Regions from separate parts of the Pan troglodytes genome. Here region 2 is linked to region 1. Evidence: chromatin contacts called from public Hi-C data. All regions are on one chromosome and are shown on one strand. Each heading gives the region's core, a stretch centred on a gene start, on an enhancer-like site or on the middle of the called end of the contact. The rest is flanking DNA. Distances are from core to core; before and after follow the strand shown.

Evidence for each region. Hi-C and Micro-C count contacts between places; a contact is called where the count stands out from the background.
Region 2: a Hi-C map of induced pluripotent stem cells shows a contact between it and region 1, with 2.0 times the contacts expected there. The contact joins two enhancer-like sites. A contact is called at or near these places in 2 of 7 Hi-C or Micro-C datasets (induced pluripotent stem cells and stem cell-derived neural progenitor cells).

What each region holds. Positions count from the first base shown.
Region 1 is chr11:81,924,656-81,930,577 of NHGRI_mPanTro3-v2.0_pri, reverse strand. No RefSeq gene overlaps it. Among named protein-coding and RNA genes, the nearest start is that of UBAP2, 22 kb to the left of the region's middle. Within about 2 kb of position 3,542, at least 3 of the 24 cell types and tissues checked have an H3K27ac peak or open chromatin away from gene starts, as enhancers often do. A contact at or near this core is called in induced pluripotent stem cells, where this site is marked.
Region 2 is chr11:82,072,663-82,078,584 of NHGRI_mPanTro3-v2.0_pri, reverse strand. UBAP2 (ubiquitin associated protein 2) reads right to left here. Exons shown (of 27, transcript XM_063788674.1): 18 at 4,470-4,665; 19 at 3,662-3,753; 20 at 3,290-3,337; 21 at 879-957; 22 at 468-673; 23 at 52-151. Among named protein-coding and RNA genes, the nearest start is that of UBE2R2, 110 kb to the left of the region's middle. Within about 2 kb of position 2,299, at least 10 of the 24 cell types and tissues checked have an H3K27ac peak or open chromatin away from gene starts, as enhancers often do. A contact at or near this core is called in induced pluripotent stem cells, where this site is marked.

The DNA of each region.
Region 1 (5,922 bases), core at 2,293-4,792:
TAGCAACATGGTGAGACCGTGTCTCTACAAGAAATTTAAAAATTAACCAGGTGTGGTGGCACATGCCTATAGTCCCAGTGGACGACTGCCTGAACCTAGGAGTTTGAGAGTAGCCTGGGCAACATGGGGAAACCCTATCTATAAAAAATTATATATATATATAAATTAGCTGGGCATGGTGTTGCACACCTGTAGTTCCAACTACTCAGGAGACTGACCTGGGAGGACCACCTGAACCTGGGGAGGTCAAGGCTGCAGTGAGCCATGATTGTGCCAGTGCACTCCGGCTGGGTGACAGAGCAAGACCCTGTCTCAAAACAAACAAAACAAAACAGCAACAAAAAACACCACACAATAAAAAACTCAACAATCAACAAAACAAGCCCTAATATGTGGCATGTGCTGATTTCTGTGGCATAAATATCCCTACCATAGCCTATTTAAAGTTACAGGATATGGCCGGGCGTGGTGGCTCACACCTACAACCCCAGCACTTTGGGAGGCCAAGGCTGTTGGATCACTTGAGGTCAAGAGTTCAAGACCCGCCTGGCCAACATGTCAAAACCCTGCCTCTACTAAAAATACAAAAATTAGTCGGTCATGGTGATGTGGACCTGTAATCCCAGCTACTTGGAAGGCTGAGGCAGGAGAATTGCTTGAACCCAGGAGGCAGAGGTTGTCGTGAGCAAACATTGCACCACTGCACTCCAGCCTGGGCGACAGAGAGAAACCTGTCTCAAAAAACAAAACAAAAAATAAATAAAATAAAATAAAGTTACAGGATATATCAAGCTACATCAACCTACAATATAATGCTGGAAGTGGAGAGTGAAGTAGTGGAGAACTCTGACTCCAGTGCAGGCAAGTTACTTTATCTCTCTGGGCCTCAGTTTCTTCATCTGTAAAATGAGATGATACTAATGCTTCCTCCATAGAGTCATTAAGGGGATTAAATGTGAATATACGAAAATGACATATGGCAGAGCCTAACATTCCGTACCTTTTAGCTATTGTTAGCCTCTACTATTAATTTACTGTGTGACCTTGGGCAAGACTCTTTCTATCTCTGCATCTTAGTTCCTTCACTTTGTAAAACAAAGAGGTTTTATTGTAAATAATCTTTGACAATCTTCCAGCTCTAAAAATCCTAGTGCCATCTCTGACTCCAGTAAAAGAGAAACCTCAGCCTCCGTCTCTGGTTTATGAGCACTTTTCCTGAAATCACAGGTATAAGTCACCTGGGTGATGCAAGAAACATCCAGGTGGATTCTGTCCAAAGTTGATTCATTCCAAAATGTAAAGTTAAAAGGCCGGGTGTGGTGGCTCACTCCTGTAATCCCAGCACTTTTGGAGGCCAAGGCAGATGGATCACTTGAGGTCGAGAGTTTGAGACGAGCCTGGCCAACATGGTGAAACCCCATCTCTACTAAGCAAACAAACAAACAAAAAATACAAAAATTAGCCGGGCGTGGTGGTGCACACCTGTAATCCCAGATACTCAGGAGGCTGAGGTAGGAGAATTGCTTGAACCCAGGAGGCAGAGGTTGCAGTAAGCTGAGATCGCACCACTGCAAGACTCTGTCTCAAAAAAAAAAAAAGAAAAAGTAAAGTTAAAAGTAATTATCAGGCCGGGCGGTGGCTCATGCCTGTAATCTCAGCACTTTGGGAGGCCGAAGTGGGCAGATCACCTGAGGTCAGGAGTTTGAGACCAACCTGGCCAACATGGTAAAACCCCATCCCTACTAAAAATACAAAAATTAGCTGGGCGTGGTGGTGCACACCTGTAATCCCAGCTACTCAGGAGGCTGAGACAGGAGAATCGCTTGAACCCAGGAGGGAGAGGTCGCAGTGAGCTGAGATCATGCCACTGCACTCCAGCTTGGGTGACAGAGCAAGACTCGATCTCAAAAAAATTTAAAAAAAAAAGAAGTAATTGTCAGCCTTTGCCTCACTCAGTCTGGGAAAACTTCTCTGGGGCCAAAGCTTCCCGGCATCTGGGACTCTTTTCCTCTAACTGGCAGGCCCAGGTGCTGGTCAGTTCTGGCTGAGTCATTTGTAAACCTGCTAGGTGCCTGGTTTAGAAACTTTCTGATTCTTCCCTCTTGGGAGGGTCCTAGGGGAAAATGCCTTTTTCTTTTTTTCTTTGTTTCATGGAGAGAAACAAAAACAGAAAGAAACAGAAATACAGAGAGAAACCTAGAGGCACTATTAATAGAAAGAGACTGAGAAAAAAACATCAGGAGAAAGATTTTTCTGACATTTTTTTTTCTAACAAGAGAAGACAAATACAAACAGAGCTGAAGATAAAATAAAAGCTGATTCCCACCACAACTCTGCAGAATTTCTTGGAAAGGATCATGTTTCAAATAAATACACATGCAGTACAGATGGCGGTATTTCTTGCTTTTTTCCCTACTCTTAACTCTGGGATATTTTGAGCATGCACCTTCCTCCAGCCCAAATGCCCAGTGGAATAATCTTACCTACGTTTCCATTCAGGCCCAATCCTCCTGGTTGAATTCCATAGGAGTTAGAATTATTATCACCTTTTATCACCTTAGAACCAAAGATTCTAAGAGCGAAAAATGACTTTAGAGCACACCTCCTCTTCCTGCAATATTTTACATATGAGAAAACCGAAGCTCAGAGAGGTTAGGTAACTTACTGAGATCCTACAGACAAATGACAGAGCCAGGTTAGATGGCAATCTGTAGTAAGATACATGTCCTTATTTATCAGGTCCCCAGCAAGAAATAGATGGATAATTGAGGAGAGTTTAACCGGGCGACAAAGTTAGACTCCATCTCAAATAATAATAATAATAATAATAATAATAATAATAAATAAAGTGATGATAGGTGTGCTTCCATGTACCCCTCCAGATCTACTCTCTGCCCTACTGGGTACTCCTGGTCTCTATCAGTAGGCCTTCTTGTCCTCTGCCTTCTGGTTAAATTCTCCCAATGGAGATTAGGAGGAAGGAGGATTGGGACAAGAGGTTATTTATGGCCGGGCACCGTGGCTCATGCCTGTAATCCCAGCACTTTGGGAGGCTGAGGTGGGGAGATCACCTGAGGTCAGGTGTTCGAGACCAATCTGGCCAACATGGCGAAACCCCATCTCTAGTAAAAATATAAAAATTAGCTGGGCATGGCAGCGCATGCCTTTAGTCCCAGGTACTTGGGAGACTGAGGCAGAATTGCTTGAACCCGGGAGGTGGAGGCTGCAGTGAGCCAAGATCGCACCACTGCACTCCAGCCTGGGTGGCAGAGCGAGACTCTGCCTCAAAAAATTAAAAAAAAAAAAAAAAACAAGGAAGAGAGAAGCTGGAGTCTTGGGACCTATGAGCAGATAGTTTAGTGGAAGCCTGGGAGGCCCTCTCCTCCTTCTGTAGAGCAAAAAGTCACCTCTCCAGGGACCTCTTTGACTTGACAGATCCCTTTGGCTGTATCCTGTCTCCTGCTCTCCCTACCTCTAGAATCACCTCCCTACCCTAAAGCCAAAGGAGTCTGAGGCAGAGTCAAGACTCTCAGAAGCAAGTTAAACCAGTTCCTGCAGGCCCTGACATGCCCTGCTGAATAGCCCCTGCAGAAAATTCCTGTCCTCAGCTGTAGCCACAGCTGGCTACTGATGGTAAGAAAGAGACCTGAGGAGGGGAGAGATCTCAAGGAAAACACAAGTAGACACCTTCCTTCAAATACAGATAGAGCCAAACTGGACTTTTAGGAGCTGAGACTGTGCCTGTGGGGCAAAGCTAACATTCAAGTCACCTCTTTCTTGGTCAGCATAGTGGCTACTTCTGCCCAAAAGGACGTCTCCAAAGAGCACCAATGCCTGTTTCTTGGGGCCTCCATCCAATTGTGTCAGCTCAGATCCTAGCACAGCTCCCGGTGTTCTCTGAGAAGCTGCCTCCCAGCAATATCTGAGAGCCCAGCTTTCAGTTTCTTCCTCCAGGTTGCTCAGGTCCCCTGAGTCCTAGGGAAAGGCCACACATGGCTTATTCCTCATGCAGGCAATATGGCTGGGTGTCTTGCCTCACTGTGGTTATATAGGGTAGGCTACAACCAGGGGGAGTACAGAGGTTAATGGTTCAGGATTGGGTAAAGGCCTGGCTGGAGGCTTGAGGGCTTGGAGCTTGGTGTAAAAGTTACCTCCCCCTGTTTCTGGTGCTTCAGAGTCAAAATTATTTGGCCTGACTTTAAGTGAGGGAGTTCTGCCATCTCTCCTGGACTGTAAGAGCTCAGCCGATGACTCAGGGAGCCCTAAGAATGCTTTACAGCTGTGCTCTGTAAACACCGTCACGTTTTATGTTGCAGAAGTTCACAGTCAGCCAAGAGATTTAGTTACCTACCTGCAGTCAAAAGCTGGTTAATGATTAGAAACAGGATTTAACTGGGAGCTTCAACCTCAGATCCAGTGCTCTTTCTCTAAGCTGCCTCCTACCTAACTCCTCCAATGCTCTATTTATTTATTTCAGATAGGGTCTGGCTCTGTCATCCAGGCTGAAGTGCAGTGGTGCAATCATAGCTAACTACAGCCCCAAACTTCTTGTGCTCAAGCGATCCTCCCATCTCAGCCTCCTAAGTAGCTGGGACTACAGGTATGTGCCACTTGTAGTGATTTTTAAATTCTTTTTTTAATAGAGATGAGGTCTTGGTATGTTGATTAGGCTGGTCTTGAGCTCCTGGCCTCAAGCAATCCTCCTACCTCAGTCTCCCAAAGCGCTGAGGTTAGGTATGAGCCACCGCACCCCACCTCAATTTATTGAATTTGGTGATCCAGTGATCCAGTGGCAACATTCCATTCCTTCCACAATAAGATCTATTTGGCTTTAAACAAAACACACACACTTCTGAGAAGCTGTATGCTCACATCTTTGTAAATCAAATCTGCAGATAAATGCAGAGGGAAGCTTGATTCAAGGATTGCTACTCTGAAAACCTCAATAAAGTGAAATAAAACCCCAAAAAACTCCTTCGAGTTTGAGACCAGCCTGAGCAATAGAGAAAATCCCGTCTCTAAAAAAAAAAAAAATTAGCCATGCAGGGTAGTGCATGCCTGTAGTCCCAGCTGCTCAGGAGGCTGAGGTGGGAGGATTGCCTGAGTGACCAGGAGGTTGAGGCTGCAGTGAGCCAAGATGGGGCCACTCCACTCCAGCCTGGGCAACACAGCAAGACCCTGTCTCAAAACAAAAACAAAAAACTCTTTCACACTACAGCTACCTTCCTCTATCCGCAGTCCCTTTAAAAGACATGTTTTGTGCATATCTTTGTTTTCTCCACACTCCATGTGGAATTTATGCAGGAGAGGGATCTCCAGAGGCGAGGAGCTAAGCTCTGGCTCCCCCTACTGGGTATATGATGGATTCATTGGCCCCAAATCTCCCATAAGACGCTGGGGCTCTCCAATCTTGTACCTGCCTGTGCTTGGAAAGCCTTTAGAAGGCAGGGCTCCCTAAGGAGAGATGTGACCGTGGAAGGCTTTCTAGAAGAGTTGGAACCTGAACTACATCTTGAAAGATTTTGACAGGGGAAGTTGGTAAGCTGGTTTGTAATTATTTCGTCATTTAACAATATATCTTAACAATCATTGTATGTCAGTAACTATAGCTTTACCTCTTTTTTTTTTTTTTTTTTTTTTTTGAGACGGAGTCTCGCTCTGTCGCCCAGGCTGGAGTGCAGTGGCGTGATCTCGGCTCACTGCAAGCTCTGCCTCCCGGGTTCACGCCATTCTCCTGCCTCAGCCTCCCGAGTAGCTGGGACTACAGGCGCCCGCCACCACGCCCGGCTAAATTTTTGTATTTTTTAGTAGAGACGGGGTTACACTGTGTTAGCCAGGATGGTCTCGATCTCCTGACCTCGTGATCTGCCCGCCTCAGCCTCCCAAAGTGCTGGGATTACAGGCGTGAGCCACCGCGCCCAG
Region 2 (5,922 bases), core at 1,050-3,549, 150 kb before region 1:
CAGGCAAGCCTGTCTAACCCCACGTGTCTCTGTCTGGGAAGTACCCCTCACCTGTACTGTAGCCGTGCTGGCCATAACCACTGGCCTGCTGGAAGGGAGGTGTGGGAGTGCTGAGGTTCACCCCATGTTGCTTGGCTGAGGCTGGAGGGACCTGGGGGGGCAAGCAGATGAGGTATTAGTGTGGGAAGAAGCAAGCTGAGGCTGGTCAGGTACCCCTGCCAGAGCCTAAGGCAGCAGGTGACATACCCACAACCACAGGGGACCTGTGTTTTCATTAGTGCAACACATGCTGGATCTAAACACAGCAGGGGAAAAGTGACCTTGTCCCCAGCCTGAACAGTTTCTGAAGACCAGATAAGACGGAGTGGAATCACAACCCTCCCTCCCTGCTGGAAGATAGGTCCCAGGTTTCCACCTGCCAGCAACCCAAGGCCAGGAGACACAGTCACACCCGCTGAAATACTCACAAACATGGTGGGGCCATACTGGAAGGCACTGGGCATGCCTGTGTAGTAGGGAAGACCAGTGTAGCTATAGCCAGGTGGCAGTGCAGGGTTCAGGAAGGGCTGCTGGGCTGTGTGGTGGGTCTGTGATTGGCTCTGCTGTGGCTGAGCTGGTGTGGTAGCGGGTACAGGGGATGCAGAGTCCCCACGGCCAAACTTTGTGACATCACCTAGGAAAGAGCACTGACTCCAGCCACTGCCCTTCCTCCAACCAGAGAAAGGCCACACTGGCTTCTGCAAACAGGAACAGGTCTGGCTGCCAGCTCAGCACAGGCTACTAAGAGGCCTCTCTCAGCTTGCTGTTGCTGCTTCCCAGCTCCTGGAGTTCGCGCTAGGCCGGCCCCGGGCTACTCCTCATCCATTGAGCAAACTCACCTGGATATGGATTATTAGCTAGGCTCCCATCTCGGCTGGCAAGCGCTGTGGGTGCAGCAAAGGGAATTCCATAGTAGTCCTAGGAGAGACCAGGGAGGCTTGATCAGCGACTGGCCCTGCTTGACTCCCAGGAGAGCAGAACCAGCACATGTAGGTGGTGACGCCACACTCCTGAAACAGACTCCATGCCTGAGAGCCAGCAGTCCCAGGGAACGCCAAGTAAATGGTGCCCCTCGGAAGAGTGTGCAACTAGGCGGCCTGCCTAACACATAAGCACACAGACCGGCCAACCCTGCAGCTTCACCAGGCAGAGCTGCTGGAGACCAAGCCTCACACATCCATTTGACACCACAGGCAGATGCTTGTGTGAATGCCTCGGGCTGAACCAACTTCGCTGGCTTTTCTGTGTGAGAGACTAGAGCAGTTAGGAAAGCTGACTAAACAGAGCAGACCCGAAAAAGGAGGCAACAGAAGTGCAGGGGCCTGAAAGGTTTAAGGGGGGACAGGGGGCAGTGCCAGGTAGGCACGGGAATAAGCAGGACCCCAGGTGAAGCCCAGAACTGGCCTGTCACCACCTACACTGCTCTCAAAACACTGACATGGCCTAGGACAAGCTTGTCCAACCCACAGCCCATGACAGCTTTGAATGTGGCCCAACACAAATTCGTCTTTCTTAAAACATGAAATTTGTTTGCAATTTTTTTAAGCTCATCAGCTATCTTTAATGTTAGTGTATTTTATGTGTGGCCCAAGACAATTATTCTTTCAATGTGGCCCAAGGAAGCCAAAACATTGGACACCCCTGGCCCAGGACTTGGGGGAAGTATGGCAGATACAACAAAGAGTGGAGACAGAGACGGCAAAACACAGTGGAGCTTCGTGGAGGAGGGGAGGTCTGACCTGACCCTCACTCACCATCCAGGGCCTCGCACTCCTGGACACACCTGGCCCCTGAGGAAAGGCAAAGCCCTTGGGCTGTGCCCGATCCCAGAAAGGAGCCATCCTGGCTGGGAATGGCACTCACACCCTCCAGGAAACCTCCCGGAAACCCATAGCAGCCTAGAACCCCCAGAAGAGGCAGAGCTGGGAACACACAGAGCTGCACAACTGAGGACGGGAGCAGAGAAAGCCCAGAAGGGGGAGCACTTTCACAGAACACGAGAAATCTCCAGGCAGGAACTAGGCTCACAAGCAGCAGAGGTGAACAAACAACCCGAGGGATAGAAAGAGCAACATATCTCAAAAGGTGGGCTCCAGAGGGTGTTTTCTCTAAGGCACAAAGTGATAAAAGCCAAAAGAGTGCTGTGAATAAGTGTGGAGACCACGGAGAGCCCCTGAAGCAGAATGAATCCTGGGGCTCAGCACCACCTCCTGCAGTTTGGGCCTTTGGCCGGCAGATTAAAGGGCTGCTGGTTTGCACAGTGGGGAGAAGCCACTCGGCTCCCAGGCTAGGCCTCTGCTTCTGGAAATACGGCCAGCCAGTGGAAAGGGCTACTCTTCTGAAACAAGAGCAGCTCCGTCAGCTCTTTGTGGTGCAGCAGAGAAGGGGGCAACACCCACGGGGAAGAAGGCATCACTGCACAAGGGAGAAAGCCTCTTCCTCCAGCAACAGGAAAGACTGTATCCAGCAGAGGTGGTGTCCAAACTGCCTGCAACTCTCTGACAAGTGCCCTGGGAAATGGCAGAGCAAGAAGACAGTGGCTCCCAGGAGGAAGTCCTGCCCATGGGCAGGGCAAGGAGCGGGCCTATTCCCCTCTGTCCCCACAGTTCTGTTCATGTGGCTATCCCAGGAAAGGCCCACACTGCATTCTGGCACCAACGGTCAGAAGAAAGAGGCAACCCTGGTCTCAGAGTAAGGCTGCAACCACCAGGGACGCCCCAGGGAAGGCATTCTCACAAATCTAGATGGGAGGCCAGACCCAGAAGAGACCTTAAAGACCATCAGCTCAAGCCACTCACTCAGCTGATTGCAGAAGAGCAGTCACTGGCCATCTCAGACCAAAGACACTATATGGTACTCTGAGGAAGAGGAAGACAGTATAAAACTCCAGGGCCAAGTAAGCAACCTCCATGTCTTGTGTCATATGGTTTTTCTTTTTAAAAAAGAGAGAGAAAACAAGATGGAGGAGGGAAGATAAGGACCAACATTTAACAGGGGACACGGCCTACCAGGGCCCCAGGTCCCAAAGGCCTTCATGTTTCCCAGGGATGAGCACTGGATACTCTGTGCTAAAGCTATGGTCACGCCTGGCACAACCACCAGATGAAAACAGCTTTCTCAGTAGTGGTGCTGAGAGGTTCCTCAGGCAGAGGATCCTAAGGGCCAGAGAGTGTGGCAGCCAAGACCATAAGAGGGGGGACATGTAAAAGATTATGAACCCTCTGCTCCGACCAGTCCATACCCCACTCACCACTGGCAGCCGTGACTGCAGCATCTGGAGCTCGTCATAGCCATAGATCTGTGTGAGAACCAGAAAGTATATTTTAGGAACCACATACCACACCCTGGGAAGCCCAGGTCCATCTAGGAGTCAAAACAAGGTTGGGGGGCTCTAACACACCCGGGAATGGGATCTGGATCAGCTGTTACGGGAACAGATCCTGCCTTCACGGAGTCTAGATGGAAGAAGACCACCAGGGCTCAGTGGGGCAGAGACGGGGGTGCTCAGGGATGGAAGGGCAGCTCAAGGTGGGCAACCTGGGCCCAACGCCAGGCTCCTGCCATGTGCCAGCCCCCGAGGCCAGGGGAGCTGGGCAGGCCAGGAGTTCCGCCATACACTCACCGGGTAGGCAGGAAGCAGTCCTCCGGGACCTACGAGGTACTGGTTGTGCAGCAGGGGAGGCACCCCCTGAGGTAAGTTTGGGGGTGCTTTGCCTGTACAGAGGGAAAAATCAAATGGAGTGAAGTGGTCACCACAAAGAGTGAGAGTCCTCAGCTGCTTCAGGAGGAGGCACAGTCACTGAGCTACCCCAGATGGGTTCAAAGAAGGGCAGTGGCTGAATGAGGCAGAGGGACATTCTACAAAGCAGTGAAGGGGAGACAGAAAGCCCGGCCACCACACTGAGGTTGTTTCAACGTCAGAGAGTTCTGGGCCCAGACAAAAGCAGCCCCTTTCCCCCAATCCCTAAGGTCCCACTGCACTGAGCAAAGAGAAATATAAAAAGAATCTGCCTCCTCCAAAGAGGGCAAGGAAGCCATGCAGTGCCAGGAGAGGGACAGGCTGAGTTGGAAGTCGGTTTTAGCAGCGACCATCAAATCATAGTCTGCTGGGCCTACAGACAGCCTAGGTCTGCAGTCGTGGAGCCCACCATAAGTCATCCCTGGCCCCTCCAAGTCACAATGTCAACTCGGCTCCAGGAAAGAACAAAGAGGAAAGACTGAAAAGCTAGAAGCACGCAGAGGCCAGGAATCCTGCAAGGAAGAATTCATCCCCATCAGGGGTGGGGAGATCGGGCCTCAAGGTCAGTGGAACACACAGCGCACTCGGCGGGCCTGAGACTCTCCTGACACCTGCACTGCCTTCCTGGGACACCAAGCAGACACCTTTGAGGGGCTCAGGGGTGGGCAGGAAAGGCCTCTGGAGCAAATACCTGAGGTCACCAAGGGCGCGGCCCTGCTACTGCTGCTGGATGCACTCGCGGGGGTCCCACCCAGACAGAGGCTGTTCGCGGTGTTCATGCTACTGGACAGGCTGACGCCTGAGGATGCGGAACTTGAGACGGAGGTCGCTGCCGTGGAGAAGGTGGCTGAGGACTGGTGGGAAGAGGCGCTCTCCACACTGGCATGCTGGCAAAAGAAAAGCCAGGACACATGGATCTGGAGGCAGAGGAGGAGGGTGCTGGGGAGAGCCTGGCCTGGCGCTTGGGCCCACAGTCTCAAGGCTGAGCAGGCAGGCAATGATGTAACCACCCAGGCTCCCTTAAGGTGAGAGGCTCTGTGCTCAGTGCTCACTGCGGCCCCTCACATAGCAGCTGGTTCCAGCCATCAGGATACAATACATAAACTGAACATCAAAACTATTAACATTAAGCTTTAATGACCACAACTCTCTGTAAAAATCCTTCAAGTTGCTCATGCATTGGCATCCAAAATGAGGGCATAGAAATCCCAAGATAACTTCGGATCATAAATGAACACAGACTATCTGAATATGGGACAAGTACCTACCTCAGAGCAAAGCAAACAGTCTGAGAAGAGGCGAGCACAGGCCACAGGAAGCCCAGCGCAAGTCTCAATCTTTTGGAGATTTCCCTTCTATTGGGATTCTCAGCCACTGTGGTCTGGAAACAACAGGAGGCTGAGAGAGGCCTTTGCTCCAAAACCTGGTGACACCTTTCAGTCCACCAATGCCTCACCAGTGCCCACCTAAAAGGGCATGGCCTGCCACTTATGCCTGTTTGACAAGGTACCCCTGGGAAGAAAGAGTGAACCAGCGGATGCTCCATCAGCCCCGAGTCCCAGAAGCCCTGCCCAGCTGCCCAACCCTAGCAACAGGGTCCTATGAAGAACTTCAAGCTCCGAGCAGGTAGGTGGGAGGCACACCTAGGTGGACAAGGCAAGTCTCAAAAAAGGGAAGAAAAGCTCTGTAAGAGGGAGACCAGTCTCCAAACCAGGACATAGAAAGCAGCATATAAACTCGTAGAAGAAAAGCCAAAGAACGGGAAGGGCCCAGGAGAAGGACCCAACCTGCCTCCGCAGACTAACTCTCCACCGCCATCCCATGCCCACAGGTCACTACCCGCCTGGGCACTGGCTTTAAGGAGCTAACATCCAGAACAGATTCACCAAGGTAAAGACAGCCAAAAACATGGTTTCCTGGGGCTCCAAGGCGTCTTGTTCCTTCAGCACAGATGGGCAGGACCAGGCCGGAGAGAGCCCCACCAGGAGCGGGCCAAAGGATGCACTGGCCTGCCCACCATCTAGGTTCTTGCTAAGGAGGCAGACTCCCCACCAACTGCCACAGAAATCTGGAGCAGCTCTGACCAGTGCTCGCAAGTGTACTTGGATATATACAACCTTTTAATCTCGGAAGGAAAAATGAAC